7 separate regions of the Mus musculus genome follow, and all the other regions are linked to region 6. The links are chromatin contacts, called in public HiCAR-type and promoter capture Hi-C maps. All regions are on one chromosome and are shown on one strand. Each heading gives the region's core, a stretch centred on a gene start, on an enhancer-like site or on the middle of the called end of the contact. The rest is flanking DNA. Distances are from core to core; before and after follow the strand shown.

Region 1 (3,210 bases), core at 690-3,189, 2.9 Mb after region 6:
GGTCTCATGACATAGTCACATAGCATATTTGGACCACAATCAGCCCATTACCCTCTTTTGTTTCTTTCCCACTGCCTCTGACCCCATTCTTTTCCCCAGCTTGTCTCAGTTCTACTCTTTCTTTTTTTTTTTTTTTTTTTTTTTTTTAGATTTATTTATTTATTATATGTAAGTACACTGTAGCTGTCCTCAGATACTCCAGAAGAGGGCATCAGATTGCATTAAGGATGGTTGTGAGCCACCATGTGGTTGCTGGGATTTGAACTCTGGACCTTCAGAAGAGCAGTCGGGTACTCTTACCCACTAAGCCATCTCCCCAGCCCCATACTCTTTCTTTTTTATGTGATTTAGTGAATTTAATTAGAACTGCTTACAGGGGAATAAGTGGGTGATTATTTATAGGAGTCAGGGCAATACCAGTGTATTATTTATAGGAGTCAGTTTACCAGTGACTATAACCACTGAAAAAAATGTTCCTTCCTGTAACCATCACCTAGGGAGTGGCAGGACCACCACACTTGGCTCAGTAAGTCTTCAAAACAGCCCACCTCTAAGCTGTTCTTCATGATTGACAATTCCTTTAACACGTGCTTGATAGTTCTTTTTTGTTTTTCCTTTCTGAGGCAGGCTCACTGTGTAGCCCTGGCTCAACTGGAAGTCACTATGTAGTCAGACTGGCTCTAATTCACAGAGATCTGCCTCTTTCAGCCTTCAGAGTTCTGGGACTAAAGACATGCCCCATGCCACCCATTTTCAATCTATTGAGTTTTCGCCATTTCTAGGATGTTTAGGCATAGTATTCTATGTCTTGGCTAGTATAATTGACAGCAGTAGCTTTATAATTTGCTTTAATATCTGTTAGGACAAATGTACTCCTATTTCTGTTGTTTGGTGTTTCAAAGATGATAGTTGTAAAAACAATCATGTATTAGCTATGTAGCTATTGGGTAAACTAAGAATTTTAATTTTTTTTAATCTGTTATTTTAAGCTTGTACATTCGGAAAGCATGCTTGCCTCTGTGAAGGGTTATTGAATTGGGTTTCAATGTTGACTCTGGGTCACAACCTCCCTATAGAACAGCTGTAGGTTCTGGCTAGGACTTTTCTGACCTTTAACAGTGGTGGGCTTTAGTGTTTAGTGTTCAAAGTAGAGAGATGGTCATCTAATAACTCTCTAGAGAATAACTCCGTGTGAACCCCAATACATTTGGATGGCCACAAGTCTTGGGTCTTTACTGGGCTGCCTAAACTCCTGTGACCTGCGGCGGTCACCGGAACTCTGGATAAGTAAGCAGAGTGTACACGGACCTCTCCGCCCTCTGCGCAATCCGGGTCGACCTTCGCGAGAGTGGATGTAAGGATCCTAGGAGAAGTTTAGGGTTAAGACTCCCAGGCCTCTTTTCTCCTTTAAAATCAGAACCACGCAGGCCTTCCTGCAGCCCAGACAGCGGAGCAAGCAGCCTTTGGGTGCTAAACTTTATAGACTGAGATACTCTGCGTAGATCAAGGGGCTCAAACGGGCGGAAGAGGAGAGGCGCAGGCCACCTGAACCGGGTTGGTGGTGATAGTGTTGGGGGTTCTGAAGGGTCCGGGTCAGGCTCAAAACGGGTCAGTCTTCCGTTTGAGGGCTGGGCATAGACCCGTGGTAAAGAGCAGGATTCTTGTTTCGCTGGGTGTTGCCCGTCAAGTATTTTGAGGTGAGGTTGCCATCCCGTTCTGGCGCCTGCATCGGGACCCTGTAGGCGACCTCCCGTGCGCCCCTCCCCCATTACACTCTGCCGCAGCCACTGGCCCATCCCTGGACTCAGACCCCTCGGCGGCCCCGCCCAGCCTCAGGGTTCCGCCCCCACAAGGGTCCGCCTCCAGGTCCGCCCTGTCGCTCGCCCATTCAGATGTGGGTCAGGGGTGAGCGGGTGGAGCTGACGTCACAAGCTTCCAAGATGGCGCGGAGCGGGCGGCTGTGAGCAGCGCTCTGGGCGCGCTGGGCGGAGAGCCGAGCGGGGGCCGGCGGAGGGCGGACAGGGCGGGCGCGTGCAGCTCAGGTCGGGCGCCCAAGACGAGGGGCCTCTGGCAGGCACCTGAGGTAAGCGGTGTCCTCGAGGGAGGGCGACGCGGGCCGGGCGCGCCCCCGGAGAGGGGGGCGTGGGCGCGCGTGGGACGGAGCGCGCGCACGGCCCCTAGTCTCGAACCGAGGCGCACGCGGGACCCTGGACGGGCGGGGGCTTTGTGGTTCAGGTGCCCGGCGGGTTGCGGCCGGCACGGGGACTCCGGGCACAAAGCCCCCAGGGCCGCGCCAGTCCGGGGACGCGAGTCTGTGGAGCGGGGGTCGACGGGGTAGCGGGCGCCGGCTCTTTGTGCCTTTTCATTAGCAATCTAATCCGAACGGCGTCGGGCGAGCTATGCTGCCTGACAGGCGGGCGTTCTCCCATTATGCAAACGGCTGTACGCCTGCGGCTGCCCCTCACTGGAACGCTTTACGGTTTCCAGAACTGCGCTTGTGTGTATGGTCTGCAGTCCTTTTCCTCGAGTACCCTTCCTGGCTGGGGGACTGGCCGTGTCAGGGACAGGGTAGGGCTTAGAGGGCCCGGCTCCGTGGCTGGGTGGGCTTTCTGCCCTGCCCCCAGACCTTTGCTGGAGGCAGCCGCCTGGCAGGAAGAGAGATGGGCTTGGGGGGAGGGGGTCGGGTGGCAAGAGGAAGGGACTGGCTGGCTCAGGGAGTGAGCTGAGGGGCCCTAGCTTGTCATTCTCTGTTTATCTTCCAGAATGGTTCATATGCACACAAGCCTGGGTGTAAGTGCTGGGGGAAAATACCTCTCCCTGGGGGGCAGTGACTTAGGTACTTGGAGTGATTGAGGCCAGATAATACTCTCAGCGGCCGCGCCCTGAACAGTTTTGGACTACCTTGCGACGAGAGTCCCGTGCTGATCTTGGCTGGCCGGAGAGATTCAGAAGTTATTTACTTATGTGTTCTATCCCCCTCTTCACAGTATCTTTTCTAGTTATAATTGTCAGGCGCATTTGGAAAGCTGTGTTCCAGGTTCCTCACTTTCAATCAGCAGGAGGGGTGTAACACTGAGAGGCCACCCCCACTGACATATGTGGCGATGGGGGAGGGGCGGATCCTTGCCTATAGGAATCCTGTGACTGGACTGTTACTGGGGTTTGCTAGCTGTGGCTTTTGCACCTAGGACCAGGAGATTCGGCAGGTCG
Region 2 (3,328 bases), core at 7-2,506, 2.8 Mb after region 6:
GAAAGGAGACAGCAGAGGAAGAGTGTGATGAGGTACGTAGCAGCAGAAAAAGACACAGAAGCAAGGACAGCGGCCGAGTCAAAAATGAGTCAAAGATCAAGGAGAGTACTCTCTATTTGCCTAAGTGTGATGGGAAGCTGGTGGGTGATTTTGAGCAGGACCCAGACATGATCTAACATAGCTCCAGTTGCTCTGTGCGGTTGTTCTTCTGTTAGGATGAGAATTGTCTTCAGTCTATATATAGTAAATCAGGGACCCACTATGTAACCACTGAGCTAGGATAAGAAACGGCAGGCTTAGGTGTGAAAATTATCAAGTTCCCTTTTAGCATACTAGTTTTGAAAAAGCTGTAAGTTTTCCAAGTGGAGAACTGAGTGAAAGCTGCTGACTTAGTGCAAGAGACTCTTTGAACAGATCCACCACAGGGATGAAGGAAACACCCCCGAGGTCTGGGACAAGGGGAGGGGAAGCCCAGCAAAGAGGAATGAAATAGAGATCATTCGCAGATTAAATTACTAAGCGCCAAGCCTTTAATCCTAGCACTCGGGAGGCAGAGGCAAGGGGATTTCTGAGTTCGAGGCCAGCCTGATCTACAAAGTGAGTTCCAGGACAGCCAGGGCTACACAGAGAAACCCTATCTTGAAAAACAAAAACAAAAACAAAAACAAACAAAAAAAACTACTAAGCGCATGTAAGATCTCACTAAAGGCTACTTTTGGAAAGGGAAGAAGCCCAAGGACTGAAAAGCTGGATACTAGATCTGGCAATACAGAAGTCAAAGATATCCTTGCAAGCAGCTAGGGGCGGGGAGCATCTGAAGAGACAACAGAAAACAGAAAGTACAGCAGCAGCAAATGGGAGGGGAACATGGAGCACGACCCGCCTATCTTCAACTTGAAGGCTGTCGCCTGTGTGTAGGCTCTCAGACTAGAGCCAGGACGAAGCGGACAACCAACTCAGGGGCAAAACTCGTTCGCAGAAAGGCTAGGGGTAGGGAAATCCCGGAAGTTAGTTAGTCCGGCGGTAGAACGCCCTGGCCCGCGTAGGCTGCACTGAGGGACGAGACCGCGCCTGTGAGAGCTGAGGCTTTCAGATGATAGCCTTCAGCACGGCGACGAGCTGAGACGAGAGACGCGACCCAACTTACATCTTGTCCTTCTGGTGCTGTCGCTTCCCCATGGTGGCAACAAACCGAAGAGACCACAGCAGACACTGACTATGGCGCCTCCGCTTTCTCAACTACTTCCGGAGATCGACGCACTGGATCCCGGAAGTTGGAAGAAAGCATTCTGGGAATTGTGGTTTCCAGGTGTCCAGGTGCTGGGTGCAGGCACCGTGCTAGGCTGAAGCTTGCTAACTTTGAGTAGAATCCACTTTTCCTGTCTCCCACCATACTGCGTTGCCTCCCCCAAGCCCTCAAAAACTTTTCTATGCACTGTCTGGCTACTTGTTCAGTCCATGCTATGCTAGGCAGACTCACTCAGACTCACCTCCTTTGTATCTAAAGATCTTCAACCTTTTTCACCTTCTCTAAAGCCATGTCCATGTGTATACTCAACTCTTCTCTCGTTCGGTCCCCACGCCCTTCAGGCCCATCAGCTGGCAGATGACCAAGCCCTCTCTGCTCCTTCTGTGGCCAGATCTTTGGTCTGGGTCTCATGTGCCGGGAGAATGGGTCCCAAGTCTCCTTTTTTTTTTTTTTTTTTGGTATTTCGAAACAGGGTTTCTCTGTGTAGCCCTGGCTGTCCTGGAACTCACTCTGTAGACCAGGCTGGCCTCGAACTCAGAAATCCGCCTGCCTCTGCCTCCCGAGTGCTGGGACTAGAGGAGTGTGCCACCATGCCCGGCCCCAAGTTTCCTTTTTAAAATTGTGTGTGTGGTTAAATAGTGGCCATGCCACAAGTGTAGAGCTCAGAGGACAAGTGAGGAGTTGGTTCTCTTTGCCAGACTTGCACAGCTCTTATTTGTTAAGGCATCTCTCCACCCTAAGCTGGGTTTTTGTTTGTTTTTGTTTTTTGAGACAGGGTTTCTCTGTGTAGCCCTGGCTGTCCTGGTGCTCACTCTATAGATCAGGCTGGCCTGGAACTCAGAAATCCACTGCCTCTGCCTCCCAAGTGCTGGGATTAAAGGTGTGTGCCACCACCGCCTGGCTGATCAAAGAATTCTTAATTTCCTTGTTCCAAATCTCCACTTTGATGCTAAATGGTATGTTCCATACCCTAACCCTAACCTCCTGATAAGATCTTCAACCAAATAATTTTAAGATGTCTTGTCAAATTCCTACATAAACATAAAACATTAGAAACCCCCTAGCCTTGCAGTTTGGGGGATATTAAAAAAAAAAATTCTCCTTTGAGACTATGCTCTCAAATCCTACTTTAGGGAGATAACCCTGTCTAACTGAAAATGCAACCAAAAAATCTGGGTCACTGGTCTGATTCTCATTTGGCAGGATTAACAAGGACCACCATCCACCCAGTTAGCCAAAGGCAGTCATCCTGTCAGCTTCTTACTTCATAACTTCTGCCTTCCAAATAAATCTTACCTCAAAAGATCTTTTAGCCCAGTATGGTGGTGTACACTTGGGAGGCAGAAGCAAGCAGATCTCTATGAGTCTGAGGCCAGCCTGGTCTACAGTGAGTAGAGAAACCATGTCTCAAAAGCAAATCAAAACTAAACAAAACTACCAGTACTTGGGAGGCAGAGGCTGGTAAGTTCTGTAAGTTCAAGTCCTCCTAGTCTACATATTGAGTTACAGGTCAACCAAGAATATACAGTGAGACCAAAACAAAACAAAACAAAAAAACACTTTCTTGGCCACCCCACTCACCTCTCTCATAGTTTATCATAATTTATAATTATATAGTAATTTTGCTTATGTTCTGATTTTTATTATCTATAGTCCCAAGTGAGGTATGATCAACCATGACTCAATATGTATATCCACTAATGTCCAGTAATGATTGACATCTTACATGGAGAAAGATTCTAAGGCCAGCATATGAGGTGACAATGAGAATCACAGTTTTGAAACTCGGGCAAGTAACAAGCTGTAAACTGACTGACCCACTCATTTCTCCTCTGGGTAGAAACACCTATCAAACTAGGCCTGTGTTTGGAGATTACATGCAGGAACAATATAGTGCACTTGCAACTCAAGGAAAGTGAAGCCCTAAGGGGTCTGAACCACTAAAGGGAAGAACGGGATTTCCCACCCCACTCTCTCAAGCACAACAGAATTGCTTGTTACAGTGCACGTGAGGGGCCATTGCACGTGTGATCCAAACACACACTGCCCATACTTGAGGGGTGAGGTTTGAAATAGGGT
Region 3 (2,998 bases), core at 187-2,686, 2.8 Mb after region 6:
AAAAGCATGCACCACTGCTCCCAGCAGACAGAAAAAATGTTGAAGATCAAATGATACATGTTCTCTCTCAAAGCAGATTCTAGCTGCTTGAAATGTTTGGATTTGTGTGTTTTTCCTGGAGTGCTTCCAGAAGTCAGGACGCTGGAAAAGGGCACTGGAGTATCCATGATATGAACAGGTAGGTGTTAGAAGTGGGATGGGTAGGAAAGGAAGGCTGGAGGAGGCCTAACCAATGCTAAGGAAATAGGAAAATGCCGTATATAAACCTACTATTTTCTAAGCTATTAAAAAAAACACATTTTTTAAAAGATTTATTTATTTCATGTATGTGAATACACTGTCGCTGTCTTCAGACACACCAGAAGAGGGCATCAGATCCCGTTACAGATGGTTGTGAGCAATCCATGTGGTTGCTGGGAGTTGAAATCAGGACCTCTGGAAGAGCAGTCAGTGCTATTAACTGCTGAGCCATCTCTCCCGCTTAAATTCTTTAAAAATAGAAGAGTCAGCCAGATGGTTCAGTGAGTGAGGGTGCCGCTATCAAGCCTGCTGACCTGAGTTCAAATCCAGGATCAATATGGTAGGTGAGAAGCAGAGCTAACCTCTGGTGCACAGGCATGTGCTTATTCACACAATAAGCTTAAAATATAAAGTTCAAGATCATGTTTGAGCTACATAGTTGAGGCCAGCTTGAATTACAGAATTACAGAGATCATATTCTAAAAGCCAAAAAAACATGAGACTCCCTAGCTAGGACGAATACAAAAATAGAGTAATCAGTCACTTGGGAGACTCACTAAGTAAATGGCAACTCAAAGGGCCCACAATCTAATCAATTAGGGGTATCCTCAATACAATAAATCCTAACAAGCACACTCTAGAGGGCGCAAATACGTCCTGCAATGTGTACATTCACCCTCAGCAGTGTGCTTTGAAAAATCGATCTAAAGAGACTAAGAAAAAAATAACAGAAGAAGCGCAGATGTGGGCATGGAGACTGGGTGATACTGCCTGTGTTTTGTGGGTAGGAAATCTAATCTGGGGTTCCATAATTCAAGTCCACGCAGACCTGGAGGCTCTTGGATGGCGACTTGGAGAGTGGAGAAAGGGTGGTCAGTATGGAGAGAGGGAAGAAGCTTGCGCTCTAGGGACCCAGCTGCAGAGGTCCTCCTGCCTGCAGCCTGAGGCGCAAACCTGTGGAAAATCTCGGTCCTTTGGCCTTCCAGGACCCTACCTCCCCACCGGCCCCGCGACCTGCCGGTTCGCCTGGGTTCCTCGTCAGGCCAGCCCACCGGACTCCTGGCGAGCTCCACCCGGACACGTTCCAGCCCAGTCCCCCGAGCGCAGCGGGGCGCGGGTGGACGCGTGGGGCAGGGCGAGGGGCGGGGAGCGTGGAGGGGCGGAGCGGCGGGAACGCGAGGGCGGGGCTCGGACACTGATTGGGCATCGCCACGTTCCGAGGCCGTTTATGGCGGCTGGGCTGGGCTACGGGTCCAAAACAAAGGGCAGGCGGCCCGCGAGGCGGCGGCAGGAGGATGCCTCGCGCCCGGAGTGGGCGCCAACGGCCGGAGCGCGTCCCGGGTCACACCGGGACCGCCTGAAAACCGAGCTCGCGCCGACCGAGCCTGGGCCGGATGGGCGCAGCGGACCGCGGAGCGGCCGTGAGTACGGGCGGGCCTCAGGGGTTCTCTGCGGAGACCTGAGGATCTCCGGCTCCGGGAGGCGGGGAAGCACCTGTTGGGCGCGGGCGGGCCGGGCGGGAGTGCGGAGGATGCGTTGACTTTTTGTTCTGATGTTCCGAACTGTTGGTATTTGGGTCATTAGAAGACAACGCAAAATCCCGGTCTTTCTTTCTTTCTTTTTTCTTCGCCCCCCCCCCCCCATTGTTTTTTCCCCTACCTTAAAAAATGGGGAAAGAAATAAATACAGAAGATACCTCCAATAAAAGAATATTATGGGGTGGCATTTTCAAGTTGCCTGTACAATAATAACTAAAGGGAATTGTCCTCATTGTTTACCACTTGTGGCTCTAGGCTTTATCAATGTAAATTGCTAACAGTAGCAACTAAATAAGATATTCTCTACTCAATAACTGCACAAATGGTCATCTTCGATCGTGTACTGAGCTCCAGGATAGAAAGCCGGCAGAATTCTGTTTTGGATAGATAATAGACGTTGAAAACATCATTTTTCAGCCCAAGGTCTTTCTAATTCAGTTGCCTTATAAGTATCCACAATGTATTCACCTTAACTAATGTATCTTGTCAAAGAATTGACCATACTCCTCCTCGCTCCGCTGAAGTTCCAAGACCAGGCTCACCTCCTCTGGGGAACTTCTCCAGGCCCCTCTGAGTAAGCCACCCTCACCCATCACCCAGGGCCCTTTACCTCTGCTGTGTTCTGGTAGATGTGTTAACAAATGTTTGCTGAGTACCCGTCTCCCTCTCCCCTAGGGGCTGGTCCAGTGGGTGTCTGTGTGCATGTGTATGGTGGGGTACAAATAAATAAACACACACACACATGTATATTCACCGTGTGTGTGCCTGGTATCTAGAGAAGCCAGAAGAGGGCATCGGATCCCCTAGAGCCGAAGTTATGGATCCTCCACAAGAGCAGCAGGTGCTAAAGGATGTCAGCCCATCTCTCCAGCCATACTGTGGGCTCTTAAAAAAGTCAGGGGTGCTGTATTTGAAGAGTTTTGCTACCAGGATCCCTAGGTCTATGTGTTCCTAGCCAAGGGACTATGTGGTTAGCATGTCTTCTTAGGGATTAGACCAAAATCTTGACTTACCACAGATATATAGCAGCCCAGGGGCTGGCCCATATGAAACACTAAAAATACATACATACATACAGACAGACAGACAGACAGTTGAATCAATGCCAGTAATCAATCTGAATAGAAGTCTTTTCTTTTCCTGTTTTTTTTTTTGTTTGTTTGTTTTTGTTTTTTTTTTTACTTATGCATTTTCGGCAAGTGCTCTACCACAACCACAGC
Region 4 (3,178 bases), core at 297-2,796, 2.7 Mb after region 6:
TCCAGGTAGCTGGTCTCAAGAGTCTTTGCAGCTCACCTGAGCTCCATCTCAGAGGGACTCTCAGCTTTTATTGCTTACTCTGGTGGGAGGGGCCTAGTGAATCTGGTCAGTTTTAAGGACTTCCTGAAACTCCTTTGAGTTTTTTGATTGGTTTTGTTTTTTTGAGACAGGGTTTCTCTGCATATTCTTGGCTATCCTGGAACTCACTCTGTAGACCAGGCTGGCTTCCAATTCATAAGCGATCTGCCTGCCACTGCCTCACAAGTGGTGGGAATCAAGGTGTGAGGCACCATGCCGCCTTGCTGCTTTTAGTTTTTAGTTTACTATTTCAGAAGCTTCCCCTCAAGTTAGAATGTTTCAAGTTCATAGAATGTTTCAGTCCTTCAGGAAACTGTTGCACAACACCTGGACCCGAGTCCCCAAATTTCTATGTCTTTTTCCAGTGTCCCTACCCACAGCTCTCTATACTTTCCCTTGGCTTTTTATTTCTTCACAACACTTAAGTGCAAATATTGTATTTTGTCTGTCTTTTCACTCTGGAAGCATGGCTGGCTCCAGTGCCGTAGATATTCAGCAAATCTTCTTGAACAAACCTCTAATTAGGGGATTCAATGTCTTGTGTTTTGGTTTCTGCTTACTTATGTCTCACACTGTTAGGTGTGTGTCACGGGCAAGAAGGTAGATATATGTAGTTAGTATAACAAAAGTTATATTTTATTATGCTGAAGGTCATCATGCAAGGTTTACAGTCTAAATTTCTTACAGTCCTAAGCCTGTCTCCCCAAGGTCACCTGTGTCACCTATCTTAGCTTCAGATCAGGTTTCTGATTTGAGGATCAGGACCCTGGCGGGGGGGGGGGGGGGGGGGGGGGAGTGGATTCTCTAGCCACAGAGCAGATCAAGGTGTATCTCTCCAGATGTGTAGAGCAAATCACTGCTTTTGGTCTCTGCTTATATTCTGTCCAGTGGGCATCATGGGGTTCTAGGACTGTATCTGGTTATCTTGCGTGAGTGATGTCACTGAGCTCTGGATCAGGAGCAGCCTTGGATGCTGTGGGATTCCTGCTTAATCTAGTTTTATATGTCTAAAAGGCATTTTTTAAAATTATGCTCATTACAGGGTGAAAGTTTTTTTCTGGGTCTGGGTTATGCTTTTTGGTTTCTGTCCCACTCTGATGGTCTAAGTTCATCAGAGTGCACAATGTGGGCCACGTATTCTTAGAGGTCTGTCTCAGGGGTCCCGTGGTTGGTGTGCAGTGAGTCCTCTGGTCTCAAGCCAAGTCCCTGGTCCCGTGTGAGTTCGTTCTGGACCAGGCACAGCACCAGGACAGTGGGTGGGACTCTGTGGGGTCCTTATGCCTAAATTCCAACCTAGCTCTCTAGAGCTACCCAGCGCTTGGGTCTCCGAGCGCACATGACGTCCCTCCCCCGCAGCCGCAGTGCTCCTGCCTCACCTCGCTGCTTCCGCCGACCCGCGAGACTCCGCCCTCTCTACCAAGAGAAGCCAATCAACACGCACGCCCTTGACTCCGCCCTAGCGCCCTTCGACGCGAACCCTTCCCTCCTCCCACTCGTAGCCCGCCCGTCAGGCAGGAAGGCTGGCAGTGGTTCTACCGGCGGTTAATTCTCTCCTCTGTGTTGTCCTCCTTCCTCGTTCCCGATCGCCGGCGGGGGCGGCTACACGGGCGGCAGCGCGGTTCCTGCGGGAAGCGCAGCATAAGTCGAGCGGCAGCCGCGAAGCGTCGAACCGAACGCGGCGGCGGCGGCGGCGGCGGCGGCTGTGCAGCCAACATGGCGGCGGCGGCGGCGGCGGGCCCGGAGATGGTCCGCGGGCAGGTGTTCGACGTAGGGCCGCGCTACACCAACCTCTCGTACATCGGAGAAGGCGCCTACGGCATGGTTTGGTGAGTATCCGCGCTGGATTTCAGGCCCGGCCTCACGCGGTCACCCTGTGCCCCCTGCCTGTGGCTGATCTGGACGCACCCACGGCCCTTCCCGCGCCTTGGCCTCGCGTTCTGCGGCGCCCCGGACCCCTGGCTTCTTGGCCTTCACTCCTGGAGCCCTGGGGCGGGGTCCTGGAGCCGGTCGAGGCTTAGGTGTTGCTCCTCGTCTTCCTCTGCTGCTTCTCGTTTGCGGTTGGAGGGGCAACCCCGATTGAGGCCAGGACTCGAAGACTCCGGGGCTTGGTCTTAAAGCGCGTACTTTCGAGGCTTCTCCCTCGGGACGGGAACGGAAGTACACTGTGTCTCCTAATTTATAGCATTATAGCCACCGCCTCTTGACATTAGATTAAAGCCAGGAATTGTATTAGATGCTTGTCCGTGGTGGCGGCGGCCATGGTTTTGCAAGACGGAATAATAGGCTTGTGTGCTGAGCACCAAAATATTTTTCTTCTCTTCTGTGTACGTGAACAGCATTCACAAAATATCTTAAGTAGCGCTAATGATGCTTTCTGCCTCGGGCTTAACCGTTAATGACACAGCGTTGGTTGTGGACATATTGAAATCTTGAAGTTTCAAAATGGATTTAAATATACCGATTGTGTTTCAGAAAGGATAAGCCAGCATCACTCTAGAATTATTAAGAAGTATTTGGAGTTAGTCCTAATTTGACTTTAAATTATCCCGTCGTTACCCTCAAGAGTACTCTCTTAACAGTGTGAATGTATCCATATGTTTTAGCCCGATTACTGTGATCGTTTCCCCATAACGTTTCAGTGTTCAAGAATAGTTTTTGCACGATCACTTGCAGGATTTCCTGCATGTGGAATGTTGAAGTGTATTGTTTTAACTAAAACAAGTTCATTTATCGAAGGTCTCTGAGATAGTTTAATTTAACTTAGCTATCTTGAGGAAAGAGAAGACAGCCTTTTTCAGATAAGGTATTGAAAGGAAGTCCTTTTACAGGGCGAAGAACTAGAATCAAGCTTTGCTGTAGAAAGATCCTGTTTTAAATGCTTCAGCTCTTGAGCTATTGCACAGGCCTCTCCTTGATTTAATAATCTCAGGACTTCGGCATATTTTCCTGATGAACAAGTCTATTCAGAAATGCATTAAAATTTGAATAGTCATAATTTTAGAAATGCCAGAAAAGGTGTGTTTTCACCAAGTGTGCTAACAAGATAGAATAATTAACGTTCTTTTTTTTTTTTTTTAAAGAAAAGACTCATGAATAGTTA
Region 5 (3,107 bases), core at 589-3,088, 2.9 Mb after region 6:
ATGCCCGGTGTACACCCTAAAGCTTGCTGACAGGTGTTTGCTGAGTGTTGGAACTGGGTAGGCCTGGAGACCAAGTACAGTACCCTCTATGTTCTTTCTATCTGCCTGGTCCAACCTGCATGGGAAAGACATTCCATTTTTACCTGCTTTGAGTTTGCTCTGGGCAGAGACACAAAGGTTTACTAGTCATACCCATTCCTCAAAGGTAAAGCAGCTGTATGTAGAGTCATCAAGGCAACCCTGTGGGCTAGAGCATCTTGGGAACTCTAAGCCCAGCCTGGAGAGTCCAGAAAGGCTCCTTGGAGTAGAAAACTACCAAATCAATACCAAAAGACAGGAAAAAGTGAGCAGTAGGTAAGAGGACAAGAGTAGGTTTGAGTCAGGTGTAGGGTGCACACCTGTGATCCCAGCTGTCTGGTAGCCTGATGCAGGAAGACCACTAGTGCAAGGTCAGCCTGGACAAATTAGCAACATCCTAACTCAAATATGAATTTAAAAAGGAGATGGGTATAGTGCCATGCACATACCTCTAATCCCACTTGGGAGGCAGAGGCAAGTTGATCTTTGTGAGTTTGAGCCCAGCCTGGTCTACATAGCAACTTCCAAGTCAGCCAGGACATAGAAAGACCAGACCCTGTCTCCAAAACAAAGACAAACACAAAACAAAAAATTCCACCATCGCCACTACTACCACCACCACCAGAAACTTCAAACAGACATTCATGCATGGTGCTGCATACCTTTATTCCAGGCAAGGTCTCTGTGACTTCTAGGATAGCCCAGTAGACATCAGTTCTAAGCCATCCAGAGCTACAGAGTGAGACTATATATATATATATATTTTTTTTTTAATGTTTTGGGGAGCTGGAAAGATGGCTCAAGGGTTATGGGTGCTTGCTGATCTTGCAGAAAACATGGCTTTGGTTCCTCCTCCTGAATGGTGGGATTAAAAGGATATACCACCACTGCTCATCTTAACATCTTACTTTTTTTTTTAAAGATTTATTTATTTATTACATGTAAGTACACTGTAGCTGTCTTCAGACACTCCAGAAGAGGGCATCAGATCTTGTTACAGATGGTTGTAAGCCACCATATGGTTGCTGGGATTTGAACTCAGGACCTTCGGAAGAGCATTTGGTACTCTTAACCACTGAGCCATCTCTCCAGCCCCAACATCTTACATTTTTAAAGGGGCTGAAGACTGAAGATATAATGAATAGTAAAGTGCTTGCCTATTACTTACTAAATGAGACCTTGGGCTCAGTCTCTACTACTACTAGTACTACTACTACTTCACAGAGAGAGAGACAGAGACAGACAGAAACAGAGACAGGATATGAATCTCAGTGGTATAAAATTTGCCCAGCATGTTTGAGGTGGGTGCAATCAATCCTCAGTCACTGCCACCTGCTGATTCAAAAAGGCTCAGATGCAAGACATGTTGGTCAACTCCTGCAATCCAAGCACTGGGGAAGCAGAGACAGCCTGCTCTATAGAGTGAATTCCAGAACAGCCAGCTCTACACACACACACACACACACACACACACACACACACACACACGTCTCAAACAAACAAACAAACAAACAACACAAAGTTTCAGTTGATATAAGAAAAGGCACCGGGCAGTGATGGCCTTTAATCCCAGCATTTGGGAGGCAGAGTCAGGCGGATATCTGAGTTTGAGGCCAGCCTGGTCTACAGAGTGAGTTCCAGGACAGCTAGGGCTACACAGAGGAACGCTGTCTCAAAAAAAACAAAAACAAAAACAAAAACAAAAAAAAAACACAAAAAAACAAAAAACAAAAAAACAAAACCAAAAAGAAAAAAGAAAAGAAAAAGAACAAAGAAAAGGCTTAGCATGTTGGGTCCTGCGTAGGAACAGAGGAGTTATAGCCACTTAGGGCTCAGAGCTCAACCACAAATTTAAGCAGATCTTGTAAGAAGTTTACCTAATTTCAAAACTCGACCAGAAACCCTAGTAGAGCCAGGTGAGATCTGACCAGAATCCATTTTTACTCAGGCCCAGGATCAGCGATCATCTAGGAACCCTACTGGGGATCTAATTCTGGAAAGGATTGCACACTGCCAGGGCGAAAGTGGAACAGGTCACAAAAGCCCTAAAGCAGATATGTGTGGGCTCCGAAATATGCCCGGGGTATCCGGGGAAGTTCAGAGGCTAGTTTGAAAGGGGTCTCAGGAGTTTAGGAAGAAGCGAAAGGCACTCAATCTGTGGGGAGGCGACAGGTTATAAGGGAGATCGCCCCCAAGGCGGAAGAGGCGCGCGGAGGGCACCTAGGGGCGCCGGAAGGGGCGCGTGGGGCGGTTGGCAGCGGCCGGGGGCGGAGGCCGTTGGCTAACTGGCCTACCAATACCAAACTATCTCTCTGGCTTCTTGCCGGGCTGCGGCCACAATGACAAAGGACTCACCCACCCCCTTGGGTGGTGGCCGCGCGTCGCCCAAGAAGCCAAGCAGCCCCGGCCCAGCGGCCGCAGTGCTGGAGGAGCAGAGACGAGAGCTAGAAAAACTACGGGCAGAGCTGGAGGGCGAGCGCGCGCGCGGCCGGTCGGAACGGAGGCGTTTCGCTACCCAGACGCGCCAGCTGCGGGAGTCGGCTGAGCAGGAGCGGCAGCAGCTGGCTGACCATCTGCGCTCCAAGTGGGAGGCACGACGCCTCCGGGAGCTGCGGCAGCTGCAGGAGGAGGTGCAGCGCGAGCGTGAGGCCGAGATCCGGCAGCTGCTGCGCTGGAAGGAGGCAGAGATGCGGCAGCTGCAGCAGTTGCTACACCAGGAGCGCGATGTTGTATTGCGCCAGGCAAGGGAGCTTCAGCGTCAGCTGGCCCAGGAGCTAGTGAACCGTGGTTACTGCAGCCGCTCAGGGGCATCCGAAGCCTCCGCGGCACAATGCCGCTGTCGCCTGCAGGAAGTGCTGGCGCTGCTGCGCTGGGAGACCGACGGCGAACAAGCCGCGCGCATCCGCCACCTGCAGGCGGCGCTAGACGTGGAGCGCCAGCTATTCCTTAAATACATCCTAGAGCACTTCCGCTGGCAGCCGGCTTTACCGGGACCCGCGGACCCCCAAGCCACGCATTCCTTGGAAGAG
Region 6 (3,135 bases), core at 293-2,792:
TACTGGCAAGCATCCTGTCCCAGTTACTCTGAAGTACACACAGTACAGCCTCAAACTTTGCAGAAAACGCAAAGTAATGAGCTGGATTTGGGAAACGCAGCATGTCCTTCATACTTGGTGGCAGATTCCTAAACCATGCCTCAGCTGCCTTCTCCGAGGTAATGAACTCTACTTCTCAGAGAAAGAGCTAGGTGAAATGGAAGAGGTTTTAGACCAGTAAAAGCCCAGAAAATGTAAGATCACTGATTAGGAACAAGTTTTTATTACTTTTCTCTCAGACACAAAGCATACCAAGAACCAGAGAACGCAGAAGAACATATATAAGGAGGTCCCCCTCAATTTGTAGGGATAACCTCTGGGCTCTTTTATCATTTTGCTACTTGTAGTCTTATGCTTACAATGCTATTATTATAAAAATGCCTTCAGGAATTGGTCTTAACCCAACTTCTTTTCCATAGACTTTATCTTGAAATCCTATGAAAAGTTTATACAATATACATGTACTATGTATACTCCCATCCCCAGAACAGCTCATTGACTCATGTGAAGTCCCTCCTGGGGACTGAGGTATGTCTGCTTTTGGAATGCTCACCAGCAGTGTCCCCAATACATATGCAGTCAATAGTTACTACATCTTAGTCTCCAAACTATTCCATTTGGTTCTCTCCAGATTTCCATTACCGTTGGCTTAGTCTCTGAATTCCTTGACACTCAGAACTAGGTTTATTCTACGGGAAGCAGAATGGCATGATTAAGCCAGTGCACCTTATGGGGTTTCCACACGAGTCGATTTCTATCTAAATTATCGTGGATGAAATATTCCAACTCTCATGTATGAAATGGACATAGCGTTGCTACACAGAATCAAGTTGGATGAGTTGTTAAGGGTCTGATAGAATCACATACTGAACCTTAACTCCAATTACAACTCAAACGTTAACTCTAATTACTATTCAGAGTTAACAGTATACACGCGTTATTGATGTCTACTCCTTGTTTTGTAGTCCTGGGGATGGAACCTGCATGCACCCTGCACACAACCAACCATTTTGGAAAACCTCTTCCGAAAAATCCTGAAGAGCCGCCAGGATGGACAACTCTGTCTCAGGTTTCTGCCAAAGGACAAGGAGGACCTAGCCATACGTTGTCGTCCGGATGGGCTAGCCGTGCAAATCATTGGGAAGTGTGTCTGTCACCAAATCGTGGCTGTGGTGTTGTCGTGGTCAGCTCGGAACGCAGGCCTTTGGGCGCTGTCTGCTCAGTAGGGTTCTAAGAGATACCCAGAGGTCCTGAGGGGACAACAGATACCAGTCCCTTCCTCCAGCTCAAAGGCTGGCCCTAACATAGCGCATGCGCAAAGGCCGCCCCTGGTGGGCCCTGCCACCCTAGAACGACCCTGGAAAAAGATGAGCCGATGTCCCGCGCGCTCTCCTTCTGTCCCATCCCTATCATATACGGAAGGTTCGACGCTTCCCGCAACCGAGCATCCCCTCAATGCACTCACCAGCTTTCAGTTCCGTAACAGTCGCCATTTTTCAACGGCTGCTGGTGCCACGCCTCTCCAGTGCGTACGCACGGCTCTCGGCGCGGCCTCCAACCAATAGGAGTATGGCTCTGCTAGACCGCGTCTGTGCCTGCGCTCCGGTGATTGGCGAGCCGCCACATGAGACTCCACCAATCAGCGACCGTGTGAGGCGGGCTACACTGCAGAAAAGCTTGGAGCCAGAGCCAAATCTGTACCCAACTGCTTTGCCTTTTGTCGCCGCCCAAGTCCTACAGGTCAAGGTGCTGATTGTTCACCTCCCCTCCCCGCACCTTGGCAGGCTTTGTGCTCAGTCCGAGTCCCAGACACAACCCAGCGTCAGAATTACCTGGAAGACTGGTTAGAACAGACTGCTCTGACCCACCCTTGGGTCTTTCTGAGGCACGGACCAAGAGTTGGTTTTTCTGTCAACTTCCAGAATGCTGTGGATGGATGCTGTTAGTCTGAGAAGTGCCACCTTAAAAATCATCTTACACGGCACCCACTCGAAAGTGAACACTAGGAAGTCTTTACACGCCTCAGGTCAATGATGCCCGTTATACAGAGGAGGAAGTTGAGTGTCTAAAGGAAGATCACTGGCAAATGGTGGAGCAGGTGATAACCTAAACCCAGGCCAGCATCTCTTCAAAGCTTGCTCTCTACACTACCGTTAACACCGAGTACATTTGGAATCCTCGAGTTGTTTGTGGAAACAGCTGATAAAAGATTAAGAAGAACAAACATGGGAATAATACATTCAAAATGTGAGGCAGTATAATGGCAGTTGACTCTCCAGGGAGTCTAAGACACTGGACCCTTAAAATTCTGGACAGCCCAATAGTGGAAGTCTATGAGTGGATGCTAGTGAGCATATTTTCGAGGAAGTAAACTGTAAGAAATAGAAAATATAGACTTTAAAAGAAATCATTGGGTGTTTGTTTGTTTTTGTCTCATCTTGTAGTCCACGCTATCTGGGCATTCACTCTGTAGCTCAGGCTGACATTGAACTAACAACAAACACTCTTTTTGCCTCATTCTCAAAGTGATGAACGCCCCTATACTGCCACAACTTGGTTTTGTTTTTAAATTTGCCTCAGGGAGATAGATGTATGTTCTTCCTAAGATTAGCTTTGTTTTGTTTTTTTTCTGAAGTGCACAGGGTGGCTTTGAATTAGCCCTCCTTTCTTTAGCCTCCCAAGTGCTGCAATGACAGGAGTACATCACCATATCAGGCTTCTGAGATATTTCTTAAAGTGGGTAGCAGTTTTAAAGTTTGAAATCCATTTAGAGGAATGGCTCAGTGAATAAAGTTCTTGCTGCATAAATTTGAAGACCTGAGTAACCTTCGAAACCTGTTCTGTAGCCTTAGAATGGTCTTACTCAGTTAGGCTTTCCTATTTTGTAAAACCATGGTGCCTGAATACTTGGTCAGTAGCTCAGGAAATTAGAAGGATTAACCAATTCTACAGGTGAACAGCACTATTGATATACTGATGAGGAATTCCAGAGGCAAAGCATTATGTGACTTAGTATTCTCACCATGCTCACCAAAAATAGATACAGAGCCGTCATCTCAAACTTTCCCTTAACCTTCTTAACCTCACTTCTTCCCT
Region 7 (3,245 bases), core at 585-3,084, 2.6 Mb after region 6:
GAAGTCTGTTTCGTCAAGTACAACATCCTCCCAGCACTGTAGAAGGCACCGTGGACCTCTTCTATACATTCTAGCCCTATGGGAAAAATTAATATCCAAGAGAGAGCCAAAATTCCATTAATCACCTTTCCTCACTGTGATAAAACACCTGAGCAAAATTTAAAGGAAGAAAGATGGATTTGGGCTCAGTTTGAGTCATCTCTGGTAGCTAAGAAGAGGAGAGAGGAAAGACTGGCAAAATAGACCTTTCCAGGGACTAGAGCTATACACTCTTGCAGGGCACACATACTCATGACCTTCCTCCATCCTAGTTTTCGTTGTCTCCTAATAATGTCATTATTATGAATGATGAATCCAATAGACTGATCTGCTGATGTTAGCGTCCTGATGATCCATTCACCTCCCAAAAGCTCAAGTTTTCAAGAGACTTCCAGATTTCAAATCATAACAGCTCCCTTTAAGCAGAAGTATTACCAAGTTGTACCCCCATTGTAAAGAGCCTGGAAATTCTAGAACAAAGGGTTTGAGGTCCTTTCCTGAGATTTTTAAAGCCTAAGTAATACAGCCAGTCTCTGAGTGATAGAGGCTAGTGTGGTAGGGAGTGTTTGCACTCACTCTCATAGTGCTCAGAACAGGTTTCTGGGAAAGGATTTTGGGAACTGGGAGAGGACACAGATGAGAGACCTGGAACTGAGCACTCTGAGACCTCCTGGCTCTACCCCACAGCTTGGCATGTCTTGATGAAGAGGTTTGAGCTAAGCTGGTTGGTATAGCTAATATTGGGAATTTAACAAGAGTAAAGGCTTTGGCATAGTAGACTACAAACAAGACAATCATGGTGACAGCAACCTCAGGAAAGGGTACATTACAGATATGTCCTTGGCCTAGAGCCTAACAGGGCCAGGTTCCTAGTGCCTGCTTTTGCTGTCTTCTCTGTATCACCCTCTACCTCATCAGGTTATAAATGACCTCAAACCTTAATCAGGTTGAATGAACCAGGACTCTACTTGCGTAGCAGACAGACATTCTCCCCACCATGCCAGTACACACACCCATCTATTGGTTCCCCAGGCTCATGGGTTCCCTGAAACCTAATCAGGTGACAAGTTCCTAAGACAATGGGGTCTGATGGCATGTGCTTGTCAGCACAGTTCTGAGACATAAACAAAACAAACAATTGGGTTTTTTTGTTTGTTTTGTTTTTGTTTTTCGAGACAGGGTTTCTCTGTGTATCCTTGGCTGTCCTGGAACTCACTTTGTAGACCAGACTGGCCTCGAACTCAGAAATCTGTCTGCCTCTGCCTCCCAAATGCTGGGATTAAAGGCTTGCGTCACCATGCCGGAACAATTGTTTTAAAAGCCAGGTGACAACCTGGAGCCAACCTTGTCTTTAAGACTGCCTTTGCTACCCAGTGCACTAAGAAAAGTGTCTCATTTCCTGCTTTATAGCCCCAGAGCTCAAGCTGCTCAACGAATTCTCAGTGGCCATGCAGTCCTGCTGAGCACAAAGGGCCTGGAACCCTTAACCACAAAGCCCCTGGGGCCTGTGGTTAAGTGGGCAGGACCACAATGAAACTTGAAGGGGTACTCTCCACACTGTACACAGGCAGTGTACACGTTCATTGGTATAAAATGAATATAATGTTATACATGAAAATATTTTCTAAAGTCTCTGATGGGTGGCCAGTCCTGAGCAGTATGAAGCCGCATCACTGCCCTGAGACTGATCACCACACACGTTGTGAAGCAATGACTGAGCATTGTGAAGCAAGGACTGCTTTCTGCCCAGTCAAGGCTGGAGAAGTGTAGCAACGCACTGGCTATTGGGGCTCTTGTCGTCCCTGAAACAAGAGAGCAGAGGGACCAGCAGGAGGCAGCAGAGGTGCGCCCGAGGCCCGACTGCGCTTGCGCAGAGCCTGCGGCGCCTAGGACGGGAAGTAGGCGGGGCTGCCCAGAGCAGCTCGTGGGGAGCACTGCGGCAGGCTGGCAGGTGAGGCCCGCGGGGTGCAAGGGATGAAGAGCGAGGGTGAGGGTGGAAGACTCGGACTAGGGTGGGGGTCATGTGGGGGCCTGAGATGCACGAAAGTGAAATGAGACTGAGGACGAAATGGAGAGGTGAGAAAGCACTAAGGCCAAGACCGGTTTCGGGTGCCTGAGCCCATGGGACTTTGGGGGATAGCTGTGAGCAAAAAATCTGAGCAAGCCGCCGCCGGGCCCTGGTGGCAAGGCGTCGGAAACTAAAGGCACGGAACTGGGAATCCATTGACACCCTCCCCCAGGGCTGTGTCTGAACCGAGGTCCAGGAGGAGGCTGAGAGCTGTGAGGCAAAACAGTACCAAGGAGTGACAATCCTGTTTTCAAGGATCATTCCCTCTTATCTTCCAAAACATGAGGGCTAGGCCCACGGCCCTACCCTCAGCCCTACTAGTGACGACCCGGACTGGGACCACATTTTCAACCTGAATGCCCAGCCCAGTGGCGTCCCTAAGTGTATTTAAAGCTAGTGTTTTACTTACCACCTGGTTTCAAGACGCAGGCTGAAGCCATTGGGCTAGATTGCAGTAGAGCCTCAGTCCTGAGAGCCTTGGGCTTCACCGTTACAGTTGTGTGGTCTCAGGCCAGCCCCCTAAGCTCTCCGTATAATGAGGAGAAAAGGGATTGTAAGGATTTCTGCAGACTAACATCTAGTGAGGCCCAGTGGAAGGCAGTGGTCTGCCCTACCAAGGCCGCCTATTTCTAGGCCCCTTGATTAACAGATGTGTTCACAATGTGCCCTGGGACAGCCCTGTGAACTGTTCCCACCTAAGGAACTGAACGAGAGCTGCCTCTACCTCATGGTCTCAGTGTTCATATTCCTCCCATCGTCAAATTTTACTTTTACTCAGCGGCAAACTGGGATGGAAGTGGCCAAGTCACTGGGCACCAGATTCCTCAACTGAGTCCTGCTTTGGTGACAACTAATATTTGTGACCTTAGAGTAACACTTTCCTCCTACCACCTGGTTTTTTTTTCAACTGCAGTATGACCTGATGGCATGTTTTCCCACACAGTTCTGAGACATAAACAAAACAATTGTTCTAATAACTGTTAACCTCCCACAACAGATTAATTTGCAGAATTCCTCTGTGATGTTGCCTGAAGCCAGTCTTTTCTGGAAGACTGTCTTTGCTACCCAGTGTACTAAGGGAGAGTTTTCATTTCCTGTGTGATCCCCCCAGACCTCAGGCTGCTTACCTCACTCTAGT

Evidence for each region. Promoter capture Hi-C pulls out the DNA fragments that hold promoters and counts their contacts. HiCAR-type assays count read pairs that join an accessible place to other places.
Region 1: a contact with region 6 is called in a promoter capture Hi-C map of pre-B cells, with 4 times the contacts expected there. The contact joins the promoter of Hic2 here to the promoter of Cep20 in region 6. A contact is called at or near these places in 2 of 39 promoter capture datasets (cranial neural crest and pre-B cells) and 1 of 115 datasets of contacts at active chromatin or transcription factors (astrocytes).
Region 2: a promoter capture Hi-C map of second pharyngeal arch cranial neural crest shows a contact between it and region 6. The contact joins the promoter of Ppil2 here to the promoter of Cep20 in region 6. A contact is called at or near these places in 2 of 39 promoter capture datasets (cranial neural crest and second pharyngeal arch cranial neural crest).
Region 3: a HiCAR-type map of astrocytes shows a contact between it and region 6, with 2.6 times the contacts expected there. The contact joins the promoter of Ypel1 here to the promoter of Cep20 in region 6. A contact is called at or near these places in 3 of 39 promoter capture datasets (the C10 cell line, cranial neural crest and maxillary cranial neural crest) and 1 of 115 datasets of contacts at active chromatin or transcription factors (astrocytes).
Region 4: a promoter capture Hi-C map of pre-B cells shows a contact between it and region 6, with 3 times the contacts expected there. The contact joins the promoter of Mapk1 here to the promoter of Cep20 in region 6. A contact is called at or near these places in 5 of 39 promoter capture datasets (the C10 cell line, cranial neural crest, hippocampal neurons and 2 more) and 1 of 115 datasets of contacts at active chromatin or transcription factors (astrocytes).
Region 5: a promoter capture Hi-C map of pre-B cells shows a contact between it and region 6, with 7 times the contacts expected there. The contact joins the promoter of Rimbp3 here to the promoter of Cep20 in region 6. A contact is called at or near these places in 4 of 39 promoter capture datasets (cranial neural crest, frontonasal cranial neural crest, liver and 1 more).
Region 7: a contact with region 6 is called in a HiCAR-type map of astrocytes, with 2.7 times the contacts expected there. The contact joins the promoter of Ppm1f here to the promoter of Cep20 in region 6. A contact is called at or near these places in 4 of 39 promoter capture datasets (cranial neural crest, hippocampal neurons, liver and 1 more) and 1 of 115 datasets of contacts at active chromatin or transcription factors (astrocytes).

Annotation. Positions count from the first base shown.
Region 1 is chr16:17,231,648-17,234,857 of GRCm38.p6, forward strand. Hic2 (hypermethylated in cancer 2) reads left to right here and starts at 1,940. Exons shown (of 3, transcript NM_178922.3): 1 at 1,940-2,083.
Region 2 is chr16:17,109,996-17,113,323 of GRCm38.p6, forward strand. It overlaps Ppil2 (peptidylprolyl isomerase (cyclophilin)-like 2), which reads right to left and starts at 1,257. Exons shown (of 21, transcript NM_001252444.1): 1 at 1,148-1,257. The coding sequence starts at 1,179.
Region 3 is chr16:17,068,703-17,071,700 of GRCm38.p6, forward strand. Ypel1 (yippee like 1) reads left to right here and starts at 1,437. Exons shown (of 5, transcript NM_023249.6): 1 at 1,437-1,661.
Region 4 is chr16:16,981,836-16,985,013 of GRCm38.p6, forward strand. It overlaps Mapk1 (mitogen-activated protein kinase 1), which reads left to right and starts at 1,547. Exons shown (of 9, transcript NM_011949.3): 1 at 1,547-1,904. The coding sequence starts at 1,792.
Region 5 is chr16:17,206,297-17,209,403 of GRCm38.p6, forward strand. Rimbp3 (RIMS binding protein 3) reads left to right here and starts at 1,839. Exons shown (of 1, transcript NM_001033338.3): 1 at 1,839-3,107. The coding sequence starts at 2,418.
Region 6 is chr16:14,315,790-14,318,924 of GRCm38.p6, forward strand. Cep20 (centrosomal protein 20) reads right to left here and starts at 1,543. Exons shown (of 5, transcript NM_025345.2): 1 at 1,505-1,543. The coding sequence starts at 1,532.
Region 7 is chr16:16,894,635-16,897,879 of GRCm38.p6, forward strand. Ppm1f (protein phosphatase 1F (PP2C domain containing)) reads left to right here and starts at 1,835. Exons shown (of 8, transcript NM_176833.4): 1 at 1,835-1,990.